Regions from separate parts of the Zea mays genome. Here region 1 is linked to region 2. A link is a contact called in public Hi-C data. All regions are on one chromosome and are shown on one strand. Each heading gives the region's core, a stretch centred on a gene start, on an enhancer-like site or on the middle of the called end of the contact. The rest is flanking DNA. Distances are from core to core; before and after follow the strand shown. Region 1 holds the start of LOC103633644. Region 2 overlaps LOC103631890.

Region 1 (6,787 bases), core at 150-2,649, 71 kb after region 2:
CCGGAACAGGTCGGGCACGGACGGCACGCGGGCGAGCCACGGCGACAGCGCGCGGTCGGCGGCGCGCGAGGCGCGCGCCGCCGCCCGCCACAGCCGCGGCGCCCCGCGCACCTCGAGCCGGAACGCGTCCTTGCAGTTCCACACGCTGCACACCGCCCACGACGCCGGCGGCGACGCCAGGAACGGCTCGGCGCCGGCGCCGCCGCCGCCGGGCCACGCGCGCGCGTCCGGGACCGCCAGGAACGTGCCGAGCGACAGCGGGTTGCGCAGCACGGCGTCGATGTCGCGCGGGAAGAACTCCACGCCCGCGAACCGCGCGCGGTAGAGCAGCTCGGCGTCGCGGGGGCACAGCCGGACCACCGCGGCGCGGCGCGGCGGGGCCAGGTCGTGCCGGAACACCGGGTGCGCCAGCACGGACGGGGCGCGGAACTTGGCGTACCCGCAGCGGGAGGTGAAGAGCCGCACCGAGGGCTCGTTGGCGCGGTCCGTCGCCACGTACGCGTACTCCGCGCCCGCCTGCCGGAACCACTCCTCCATCCGCGCCACCAGCGCGCGCGCCACGCCGCGGCGCCGGTGAGCCGGCGACACGCGCAGGCCCAGCAGGTAGCCCACCTTGGAGAAGAGCTCGAGCTCGTCGTCCCGCCCGCGCCGCCCGCACGCCACGGTCTTCACGCACCCGCGCACCACGCCCACGACCTCGCCGCCCGCGCCGGACTCGGCAACCTGCGGCAGGCAGGCAAGGCATCCACCGAAACCGTGCGCTTCAGCGACCGCGATCGATCGATCATGCTAGGATACCGATGGTCCGCGGCAGGCAGGCAGGATAACAACGTACGAGCATGAGGAAGGCCGGGGAGTGCCGGACGCGGCACAGCGGGTCGCCGAGGAGGTCGGTGAAGAGGCAGAGCTTGCCGGCGCTGGGGCCGACCTCGCAGGCGCGCTCCAGGCGCTCCACGGCGGCGCGGTCGTGGTCGCTGGCGCCGTCGAACTCGCGCACCGTCACGTCCTCCTCCTCCTCCTCCGCTGCCGCCGCTGACACCACCACCACCATTGAGACGAGTGCGCAACTGCTCGACCTGCCACGTACGTACGTGACGAGCTCGCTGGCCAGGTACTCTCTCTGTCACTCGTGTCTCTGACTCTCTGTATATATATATAGGTGCGAATCTGGCGGCGGGCGGTTCAGCTCCTCCTCCGGAGTGGGGGTAGTGGAGTGAGTGCCAGGTAATTATACCGAGGTCGAGGAGAAACTGCGCCGGAGCAGGAGGAAGGAAAGAAACTGATGGATTGGAATTGGAACAGAGAGAGAGGCAGGCGGGGAAACGAGACGACGCCTCCCGTTGCTTGATGGAGACGAGGCTATAGTGTACTAGTGCCTCTATCCTCTAGCTGAGTGGGGGTTGTGCCATAGCCCATAGCATAGGATTGCTACGTTACGTACCAGCTAGCGGTAGTGCAGTGCGGTACTTTGGTGGCAATGGCAACGCACAACCTCGAGGTGGGCTCCACAGGAAGTGGTCGCCCGGGCCCAGCGCCCCCGCTTGTGCGTGCTTGTCTCTTCCTCCCTCCGCTTCCTCCTCATTCCGTTTGAACTACACGTACCCCCACCCTTGGCTTTTTCGTTTTTTTTCGGTAATATATGCGAGACTCTTAATTAGGCGGTATACCACAGAAATTTCAGAGGAATTGTTGACGCCTTTTCGGAGCGCCAAACACTCAACAAAAACCGTGGCGGTGCCCTCTGCACAGGGGCGGACGGTCCGCGCGCAGGGGCCGGACGGTCCGCGGCCTGGTGCGAGGCGCGGTGGTACTCTCTGCGCAGGGGCGGACTGTCCGCGGCCTGGGGCCGGACGGTCCGCGGCCTGGTGCGCGGCTAGGGCTTCTCTGCCTGACGGCCGGACGGTCCGCGCCCTAGGGCCGGACGGTCCGCGCGTACGCAGGGGCGGCGGAAGATCGCCGGCGGCGCCTGGATCTCGCTCCCGGGAGGGACCCCGTCGGGGAGGAGAGATCCTAGGGGTTGTCTAGGCTCGGGCAGGCCGACCTAGACTCCTCTAATCGACGTAGAGTCGAGGAGAGGCGGAGAATTTGGGGATCGAGTGGCTAAACCTAAACTAGACTAAAACTACTCCTAGGATAAAATGCGAATAAAAGTTGTATTGATTCGATTGTTGATGATTACAAATCGGCCGTAGACCTCTCTATTTATAGAGGAGGGGGGCTGGACCCTTTACACAACTGATTCCGAGCTAATCCCGCGAATATAGCTAACAACCGTAGCACAAAACTCGGAACCCTAATCTGTTCTGCGCACGCGCGGACCGTCCGGACCGCGGACCGTCCGGCCTCAGGGCCGGACCGTCCGCCGGCTCAAAACCGGTTCGAACATATGCCCCCCTGCCTTTTGGTGGAGCTGGGCGAACCAAAAGCAACTAACTCGATGTGATCACATCGGTTTTCTTAGGCATCTTGCCACATACTAGGATGGTACTGTTTGAGGAAACGCCCATTCAAAGCCTTAGGTAAATCCTTGCCTTGTAATGTTTGTAGTAAATAAGCGTTACCAAACATCACCTGTTTCACTTTATAAGGACCCTCCCAGCTTGGCGACCATTTCCCGAACTTTCGGTCTTTATTCCTTAGAGGCAGAATGGTCTTCCACACCAAGTCTCCTACTTGGAATGATTTTGCTTTGACCTTTTTGTTGTAGGCCCTAGCTACCATGATCTTGTCCTTTTCTATTGCTCCCAAAGCTATCATCCTCTTGTCGGTCACCTCATCAATATTATCCATCATTGAATTATAATAATCAGTAGTAGTTAGATCATTTTGTCTGGCAAACCTGACAGCATTCAAACTTATTTCCACAGGTAACACTGCTTCCTGCCCATAGACAAGCTCAAAAGGAGATACTTTAGTAGCACTATGCTTAGATATTCTATGAGCCCATAAAGCTTCAGACAAAATCTTATGCCAATGTCTAGGATTATCAGATACCTTTTTCTTTATCAAATTAATCAATGTCCTATTACTAGACTCGGCCTGTCCATTGGCCTGAGCATAATATGGAGACGAATTAAGCAGCTTAATTCTGTATAATTCAGCAAATTCACGTACCTCCTTTGACATAAAAGAAGTACCTTGATCTGTAGTCAAGGTCTGGGGAATGCCGAATCTATGAATAATATGCTCAGTTATGAACTCAATTACCTCCTTGTGCGTCATGTTCTTTAGAGCAACGGCTTCAGTCCATTTGGTGAAATAGTCAGTGGCAACTAACACAAACTGATGCCCCTTTGATGATGAAGGATGAATTTCTCCAATAAAGTCTAATCCCCATCCTCTGAATGGCCAAGGCTTGATGATAGGATGTAATTCGGCTGCAGGGACCAACTGTAGGTCGCCGAATTTTTGACACACTTGGCACCCATTGTAGTACTTGAAACAATCAGTTGTCATACTAGGCCAATAAAAACCAGACCTTCGCAACAACCACTTCATCTTTGGAGCTGATTGATGGGTACCACAAATCCCTTCATGTACTTCGGCCATGGCTAATATAGCATCATCTGGGCCCAAGCACTTAAGCAGGACATCATTAACCGTTCGGCGGTAAAGTTCATCACTCATCAAAACATACTTGAAAGTTGTTCGCCGAATGTTCTTATCTGTCCTGATATTGGGATTTTGCAAATAATTAAGTATAGGTGTCCTCCAATCACTCGTATCGGCTTCATTGTCAGCCGAATCGATTAAGAGAACCTTTCTGGTAACCTCGGACGGTCCGGCGTCAACGCGCGGACGGTCCGCGACCTGGGAATTTGGCTCTGCACTGGTTATCAGATTTTCAGTTTTGTGAAATTTCCCTCTCTTTATCCGATAACCCGATGCATCTTGTGCCAAGTTGTTAGCCCTATGATTCTCAACTCTAGAGATATGTTGAATACTGAATTCATCAAAAGAATGGATTATGCTCCAACATTTCTCAAGATAGCTATTTAGAGTACCATCAAGACATTGATATTCTTCTAACACTTGTTGGACAACTAGCTGAGAATCACCAAATACCTTCACATGTTTTACTCCCATACCATCTAACAGTTCTAAACCGAATAGGAGGGCCTCATATTCAGCTTGATTATTAGTGCAATACGTTTCCAATCGGCTAGAGAAGTCAAAGGAGACATTACTTGGTGAAACAAGCACAATGCCAATTCCTTGCCCTTCATTGCAAACCGATCCATCAAAATATAAAGTCCAAGGAGTAATAGTGAGGTATGATATGTCTAGCTCATGAATATCATTAACCCGATGTTCTACAATAAAATCCGCTACGACTTGGCCTTTCATAGATTTCAATGGTTCATAAGCCAAGTCATACTCTATGAGTGCATAAGCCCACTTACCAATTCTACCACTCATAATTGGGTTATGCAACATGTACTTGATTACATCGGCTTGACCAGAAACAGTGCAATGACTAGACAGTAAATAACATCTACATTTGGTGCATGCATAAAACAAGCATAAGCATAACTTTTCAATAAAAGTGTACCTTGTTTCAGCATCCACCAACCTTCGGCTTAGATATGTCACCACATGCTCCTTCCCCTCAGTTTCTTGTGTCAGAACAGCCCCAATAACCTTGTCTTCAGCTGCAATATATAATCTGAATGGTGCTCCTACTTGTGGTGCTCTTAACACGGGAGCCGAAGACAAGTATTTTTTAATGAGATCAAATGCTTCCTGCTGCTCTGCCCCCCAAGTGAATTCAGCATCATTCTTAAGCCGAAGGATAGGGGTGAAAGCATCAATCTTCCCGGCTAAGTTAGAAATAAACCTTCGTAAATAATTCACCTTGCCGAGAAACCTCTGCACTTCGACCTTACACGTCGGAGGCCCCACATTCCGAATAGACTTGATTCGGTCAGGGTCTATTTCTATACCATGTTCATGGATGACAAATCCTAAAAACTTACCAGCCGACACTCCAAAAGCACATTTACGTGGGTTCATTTTTAAACCATACCGACGCATTTTATCAAAGGCTTTGCGCAAATCAGCTATATGAGAACTAAACTCAGCCGATTTGACTACAATATCATCAATGTAAACTTCCACGGTGTTTCCTAACAATTCATGGAAGATCAAATTCATAGCCCTCTGATAAGTAGCACCAGCATTTTTCAGACCAAACGTCATGACAACCCACTCGAATAAACCAATGAAGCCTGGACATATAAAGGCCGTTTTAGATGCATCTTCTTCGGCCATGAAAATCTGATTATATCCGGCATTACCATCAAGGAAGCTAATAATTCTATTTCCTGATGCATTATTGATTAATGTGTCGGCTATGGGCATGGGATATTCGTCTTTAGGAGTTGCTCTATTTAAATTGCGAAAATCAATGCATACTCTAAGTTTACCTGTCTCCTTCTTCTCCACCGGCACAATATTGGAGACCCACTCTGCGTATCTGCAAGGTCTGATAAAATCAGCTTCCAGTAGCCGGTGGATTTCGTCCTTGATGCGTGGGAGAAGATCCGGACGAAATGTTCTGGCTCTTTGCTTGAAAGGTCTGAAACCAGGTTTAATAGGCAGCCGATGCTCTACGATCTCTCGGCTTAATCCAGGCATCTCAGTATAATTCCAAGCAAAGCAATCTGAATATTCCTTCAATAGACCGATCATCTCATTTCTAGAATCGGTCTCCAGGGTCTTGTTTACAAAAGTCGGCCGTGGAGTTTTACCATCTCCTATGTCAATCTCCTCCAAAGGATCGGCCGATGTAAACCCCTGTCCTAGTTTATCAAGATCTCTGAATTCCTCTATCATGTCCCCCACAGAGGAATCAGATGATCTTTGTGTGATGGCGGACTTTCCGGTCTCGGGGACCGGATCATCCGTAATACTGTCTTTTCGTTGTGGTAGATGTTCGGTCTTAAAGTCCGAACTCTTTTGTGAAAGACCAGACCATCCGGCCTTGGCGGCCGAACTGTCCGTGACCAAAGACTCATGAACTTTGTGTGTATTCATCATTTAACTTTATTTAGGATTTAGCCGATTCTCCATCGGCTCTAGCATTACAGGGATGAAACCTTTCTTATCTATACTTATGAATTGATAATCAGAAAAGTCTACTCCTGTGAGACATGTAGCAGTCTCATAAGTCCAGAGTACAGGGGCATCGGCCACAGCGATGCAGGCCGATACATCAGCATGTACTTGTTCTATGTCATCGCCTACCCATTGTATCAGCATTTGATGTAATGTAGAAGGTATACATTGATTGGCGTGAATCCAATCTCTGCCTAGGATTAAACTGTAATTTCCTTCTACATCAGCGACGAAGAATGCAGCAGCAAGGGTCTTAGTCCCGATGGTTAATTCAACGGACGTGACTCCCCTGGCTTTGATCGAACTATCAGTTCCAACACCGCTGAGGGTCATGTTGGTCTTGACAAGTTCGTCATCTTGTTTACCTAATTTTCTGTATAATGAATAAGGCATTAGATTTACAGCCGCCCCTCCATCTACCAACATCCTAGCAATCGGTATCCCATCAATGTGGCCGCGCACGAAGAGCGGCTTTAAATGGTTTACCGATTCCTTTGGTTTAGTAAAGGCGGCTTCTTTAGGACCAAAATCAAACTGGGCAACAACAGGTTCATCGTCGCCGATAATAGTACAATCGGCAGAAAATGTAATGATATTTACATCCATACCTGGGCGTTCTGGAGAAGCCTCGTAGTCGACCAGGTCTTCTCCCAGCAGATCGTCCTCTTCC
Region 2 (6,571 bases), core at 1,740-4,239:
ACCCCGAACCCGCCTGAGCCCTTTCCAGCGCCCCAAGATCCCCGACGTGTCCGTGCCCTCGCCTCCGGTGGAGCTCCGCCATGGAGTTTGGTGGTGCCGCCACTAGCAGCCAAGGAGACCCTACCTAGGCTTGTTACGGGATCTCAGACGTTTGTTTGAGATCAAGTGGCCTAGATTCAATTAGAGCAGACCTAATTCTACCCGTCCGATTTGGATCCGACCACTCAGGTCTGCTCCCTCACCCGAGCCCTGCAGCTGGGCCCGGCCGGTCTGGCCGCCTCACCTCTGGGCCGTTGAAAACCTTGGCCCGCCTGTCAGCGCTCGTCCGCGTCCGCCCGCGCCCGCGCTTAGATCGGATCTCGACCGTTCGTCTGCGACCGGATGGCTAAGAATACCCCGTACCCCTTCGCGTGTGATTTTTGTTAAAGAAACCCTCAGTTTCCTGAGAATCAACCTGCAGTCCTATAAATTCACGCGCAGACCCCTAACATCTTATAAACAAACCCCTGACCTTTTAAATAATCACTCATTTAGACCTAATTTTGTATTTCAAACTTCAAAACTTATTTATTTCAAAATTTTTCATATGAACTCCAAATTGAGTGATTCAAATTGCAAAATGTTCATAGGAATATTCTCTATTCAAATAAATTATGTTCATCCACAGTCTGTACACTTTAATTTTATGCTTAGACTATAGGTTTGTTTATGTAATAATTTATTTGTTTAATAAGATAAATAAAAAAGAAACCCTAATGGTACTTAGATGTATAATTTTGTGAGATTAATAATATGCCATGTGTGAATTGATCCCTAGTATAATTTTGTGTCTCACTAAAATTAGTAGAACTAAGTTATGTGATCCATAATGTTCAGAGAATCACTAATCCCTAAATGTAATAATCCCTAGCATTTAGGTTTATCTTTTGTGTTTATAATGTCCTGTCAAGCTTGTATTAACTTGATTGCATGTTTGGTGTGTAGTTCATTTGTCTTTTTCCAAATGTATTGAATGTATGATCGCTTTATTTAGACAACGAGCAGCCCATGGTTTCTGAGTGTGTTGCCGAAGATCTTCCTGAGCAACAACCTGGTGAAGGCAAGTGTCCTCTGACCTATTATGTCCTATTTACTTTATAATCCACCATCCCGCAATACATTATTGAAACCTAAGGATTGACTAGTCTGTATTTATCTTATCCTTGATTACCTTTTGGGTTACTATGGTTAGCTTCATGCTATTGTTTACTTTAATCAATGAACATGAAGTGAACATTTATGATACGATGATGTTATCCCGATGATGATCTTGTGATACTCTAGGGGACTCGAACTATTTTCCTGAGTACCTCTCCGTAAGGACCTGTTCGTTGAGTGACAACCCAGAATAACAGTGCAACCATGACGGTGGAATGGGATGCCCGGAGCTGAATAATTAGATGAACCTGGGGTGTAGTTGGCTTTGCTGGAGGGTCGTCAATGGGGGTCGGGGCGTAGTGCTCGCTCTGCCAAGGGGGGTGCAGAGTTTCATTTGATTTGGTTTTGTTAGTCACCCACCTTAGGGAGGTGTACTGCGTTTGTACGACTGGCGAAACCTAATGAGCAGCTATGCACCAAGGGAGTCTTTGTAAAGGCTACGTAGTGAAACCTTGCCGACTCACCTTGGTAGTGTTTGAGGGTTTGATCGACCCGAGGCAAAAAGGGATCACGACTCGTGGGTAAAATATGAAACCTCTACAGAGTGTTAGAAACTGGTATATCAGCCGAGCTCATAGTTAAGAGCGGCCTTGGGATCCTCTTTGATTAGAAGAACTTTGGATACTTTTATGATGATGTTTAATGATGATGGTCATAATTAAGATCTCTGGTATTTCCTCTTGGAGGGAGTACATTTGGGTAATAATTGGGTTTATTACTAAAACTTGGCTCTATTAATAGTAATAAATATGTGACCAACTAAAAGCTACTGTTTAATCTTAACTCCATACATAGCTAGTCCACTTTAGTCAAACAGGACATTTGTTGAGTACGTTGATGTGTACTCACCCTTGCTTTAAAAATCACCCCACCCTAGGTTGTCCCCACTGTATTCAGTGCTTAGGAGGAGATGCTGGCAACATGGAGGACTCTGAGGAGTTTCAGGACTACAACGAGTTCTAATTATCTTAGTGGCAAACCCCCAGTCAGCTTCCTATGAAGGCCCTATCTTCTACGCTTCATATTCCACACTTTGATTATGTTAATGACTATGTTATAGACTATGTGGATGTATTGGACATCTTGATGTAATAAAGTACCTTTCCGCTATTTACTTTGAGTAATGTGTGATGATGTCCAATTATGTAATCGTTGTGTACGCGAGTTTCTGATCCTGGCACGTACATGGTTCGCATTCGGTTTGCCTTCCAAAACCGGGTGTGACACGTACGAAGAAGAAGTCAGGCCCCCGAGGAATTGCTCACCGAACCAATACCATCGTCGCAAGCCGCCCTGCGTCATGGACATCAGTATTGGCACCATCTCTCCAGGTAAGAACATGTCGACACGTTTCGCTAGCCCCCAGCGTCATGTAGCACCATTTCGTCTAGAGCGCCGAGCACTTGGGCGTCATTTCACTGAACTCTGATGAGGGCGCCGCCGCGGACAACACGTGCGCTACCGCGTTCCACCTAGGGAAGGAGGGGATGAACTTGGGGCGTTGATCGGAGAGGCAACAACTAGGATTAGAACGCCAATCACCCCTTCACCACATTATATCTGAACCGTAAATGTTGGATTAGAAAGGCGGGATTAGAGCAGGACATGGTCATGTGTGGAAAGTTGATCCGGGATCTAAAGGTGATGATAGCATATCGATTCATAACCAATATACCCCTTTAGCTGTTGATCCAGGATTTAAGGCCATTGGTTTCTGATCAAGCGATCCAGAACACAAGATACCCCTTCAGCCGTGAAAATATACTAAAGATCCCCTGCTCTTTGGTCGAATCAACCCACAGTCCACCTTTATGTAAAGATCAATGCATATAGGTCCTAGATTTTACACCGAGCACCATGCGCTCCTAAATATTTGAACCCGAGGTCTTGTAGTTTTAAAATTTATATAAATAAACTTTGAAATTTAATTTCTAGTATAAAATTAATTCTAAAAGCCTAGAAAATTTATATCTAATTCATTTTAACTCCGATTTTAGTGGTTCTCGAGCCTAAAGTTTTGTCTCAACGTGTAGAATATTGCTACTCCGATTTTAACTTTCAGATAAAAATGTTGTCAACTACAAAGTTGTACAACTTTTGAAGTTATACAACTTTCGTTTTGACATTTTTTCATCCGAGGTCGTTTGCAAAATTTGACTTTTAAATTTGACAAATTTAGATGCAATTTTTGAGAGCCGAAATAATGTCTAATAGATAAGTTGTCAACTACAAAGTTTTATAACTTTTAGAGATATACAACTTTTATTTTGGTAGTTTCATCATACGAGGTTGTTTAAAAACTCAAAAAATTAAGGATAAAAATTATTTCTAGTGACGATTCCTTAAGAAAACCGCCACTAGAAATCGTATTTCTACATGCGGTTACTTAAGAAAACCACCTGTAGAAATACGATTTCTAGTGACGGTTTTATTAAGGAACCATCACTAAAAATACTACAGACGGTTGATAATCGAATTCGCCTGTAAAAATATACTGCGGCGCAACTTTGAGCCTTTTTCTACTAGTGGGTGGTAAGGCTATCTCTGGCAGCCTCCCTATCTCACATCTTATCTCACTTATTATTTTAAATTCCACTTTGTAAATAGTTTTGTCGGGGACCATAATTAGGGGTACCCTCAAGACTCCTAATTCTCAGCTGGTAACCCCCATCAGCACAAAGCTGCAAAGGCCTGATGGGTGCGACTAAGTCAGGGATCGGTCCATTCAAGGGACTCGATCATGCCTCGCCCGAGCCTAGCCTCGGGCAAGGGCAGCCGACCCCGGAGGATCTCCATCTCGTCCGAGGCCCACCTCCAGCGACGAACATACTTCCGGCTCGCCCGAGGCCCAGTCTTCGCTAAGAAGCAACCATGGCCAAATCGCCACGCCAACCGACCAAATCGCAGGGGCATTTAATGCAAAGGTGGCCTGACACCTTTATCCTGACGCGCGCCCTTCAGTCGACAGAGCCGAAGTGACCGCAGTCACTTCGCCGCTCCACTGACCGGCCTGACAGAAGGACAGCGCCGCCTGCGCCGCTCCGACTGCTGTGCCACTCGATAGAGTGAGGCTGACAGGCAGTCAAGCCCGGCCTCAGGCACCATAGGAAACTCCGCTCCGCCCGACCCAGGGCTCGGACTCGGGCTCAGCCCCGGAAGACGGCGAACTCCGCTCCGCCCGACCCAGGGCTCGGACTCGGGCTCAGCCCCGGAAGACGGCGAACTCCGCTCCGCCCGACCCAGGGCTCGGACTCGGGCTCAGCCCCGGAAGACGACGAACTCCGTTTCGCCCGACCCCAGGGCTCGGACTCAGCCCTGGCCTCAGCCGACGGTCTCTGCCTCGCCCGACCCAGGGGCTCGGACTCGACCTCGGCCTCGGAAGACAGACTCGACCTCGACCTCGGAGGAGCCTCCACATCGCCCAACCTAGGGCACGGACCGACCACGTCAATAAGAGGCGCCATCATTACCCTACCCCAAGCTGACTCAGGCTACGGGAAACAAGACCGGCGTCCCGTCTGGCTCGCTCCGCCAGACAAGCAATGATAGCGCCCCGCACGCTCTATGACGACGGCGGCTCTCAGCCCCCTTACGGAAGCAAGAGGACGTCAGCAAGGACTCGACAGCTCCGACAGCTGTCCTTCCGCCAGGCTCCAGCGCTCCTCCGACGGCCACGACACCACACGAACCGGGTGCCAAAACCTCTCCGGCTGCCACGATGGCATGTACTTAGGGCGCTAGCTCTCCTCCGCTAGACACGTTAGCACTCTGCTACACCCCCCATTGTACACCTGGATCCTCTCCTTACGCCTATAAAAGGAAGGACTAGGGCCCTCTTACAGAGGGTTGGCCGCGCGGGGAAGAGGACGGGACAGACGCTCACGTGAGGCCGCTCGCTCCCCTCCCGCGTGGACGCTTGTAACCCCCTACTACAAGCGCACCCGACCTGGGCGCAGGACAAACACGAGGGCCGCGGGATTTCCACCTCTCTCTCTCTCCGGCTGCCTTTTTCCCCCCTTCGCGCTCCGTCTCGCGCCGACCCATCTGGGTTGGGGCACGCGGCGACATTTCACTCGTCGGTCCAGGGACCCCCCCGGTCTCGAAATGCCGACAGTTGGCGCGCCAGGTAGGGGCCTGCTGCGTGTTGACGAACAGCTTCCCGTCAAGCTCCAGATGGGCAGTCTCCAGCAACCTTTTCAGCCCGGGACGGTGCTCCGTTTCGGGAGTCTTGAGTTCATGTCCCTCGACGGCAGCTATGACATGATACTCCTTCCCCCGCCGTACGACAGCGACAATGGCGGCCGATAGCCCGCCCGCCGGCGGCGGAATCGACGACGTCTACCCCGCGTGGTGGAAGAACAACATTCGAGCTCACCCCGCCCTCTCCCCCGCCGACAGAGGAGGAGGCGGGGAAACCAAGGCCAAGCAGGAGGCGGCACCTCGTCGGCTGTCGAGCAAGTCGACGGCGCCGGCGCCCCAACGGGGGGCACGTCGGGCATCGACCTCGCGTTTGAGACGAAGACGAGCGCCGTCTCCCCGCAACACGCCAATTCCAAGCAAACGGACGACGCCAGCACGCTCGCGAAAGGCTTGCTGGGCGTCACCCTCGTACCTGAGACGATGGTGCAGTCAGTCCCTGACGTGACTTCGTCACCGCCCGTCGACCAAGAGGTACCCACCGATTCCCATCTCACGCCCTTTGGATTCAGCCTCGACCCGCCAAGCGACTTCGCTTTGGCGGACGCTCTCATAGAGGCAAATCCAAACCCTCTGGGGTTTCGTATGCGGTCACCCTGGGACCGGCTGACGGACGTCTCGACCTACGGGCCCTCGGGGTCCAAGGAAGATGACAAGCCCGACTTCTGTTGGGATTTCTCCGGACTTGGTAACCCCAGTGCCATGCGGGACTTCATGACCGCATGCGACTACTGCCTTTCCGACTGTTCCGACGGTAGCCGCAGCCACGACGACGTGGACTGCGGCCCAAGTCATGAATGTTTCCACGTCGATCTAGGGGGTCCCTCCGAAGGCAACCATCTTGGTATGCCGGAGAACAGTGATCTCCCTAGGCCTGTGCCTCGCGTTGACATCCTACGGGAGCTAGCTATGGTCCCCGTTCAGGCGGGGGGTCATGACCCACAGCTCGAGCAAATCCGCGGGGTGCCGGCCAGGCTCGACGAGGGAGCAGGAACACTTGAGCCGATCCATCGGGACGTCGGGCACGAATGGGCGGGCCAACCTCCGGCCGGGGAAGTGCGTCATCTACCCTAGGGCTTCCAGCACCGCATCGCTAACGATGTCAGGGTGAGGTCGCCACCCGCTTCCAGTGGAGTCGGCCAGAACCTGGCTGCAGCGGCAATGCTTCTCCGCTCGA

Evidence for each region. A called contact is a pair of places that touch in the nucleus more often than the background predicts.
Region 1: a contact with region 2 is called in a Hi-C map of leaf, with 3 times the contacts expected there. The contact joins the promoter of LOC103633644 here to the enhancer-like site in region 2. A contact is called at or near these places in 5 of 25 Hi-C or Micro-C datasets (ear, endosperm, leaf and 1 more).

What each region holds. Positions count from the first base shown.
Region 1 is chr7:2,340,841-2,347,627 of Zm-B73-REFERENCE-NAM-5.0, forward strand. LOC103633644 reads right to left here and starts at 1,400. Exons shown (of 2, transcript XM_008655363.4): 1 at 836-1,400; 2 at 1-723. The coding sequence starts at 1,051.
Region 2 is chr7:2,268,677-2,275,247 of Zm-B73-REFERENCE-NAM-5.0, forward strand. The region is part of intron 1 of LOC103631890; the gene reads right to left. Among protein-coding and RNA genes, the nearest start is that of LOC103631890, 16 kb to the right of the region's middle. Within about 2 kb of position 2,990, at least 6 of the 20 cell types and tissues checked have an H3K27ac peak or open chromatin away from gene starts, as enhancers often do. A contact at or near this core is called in leaf, where this site is marked.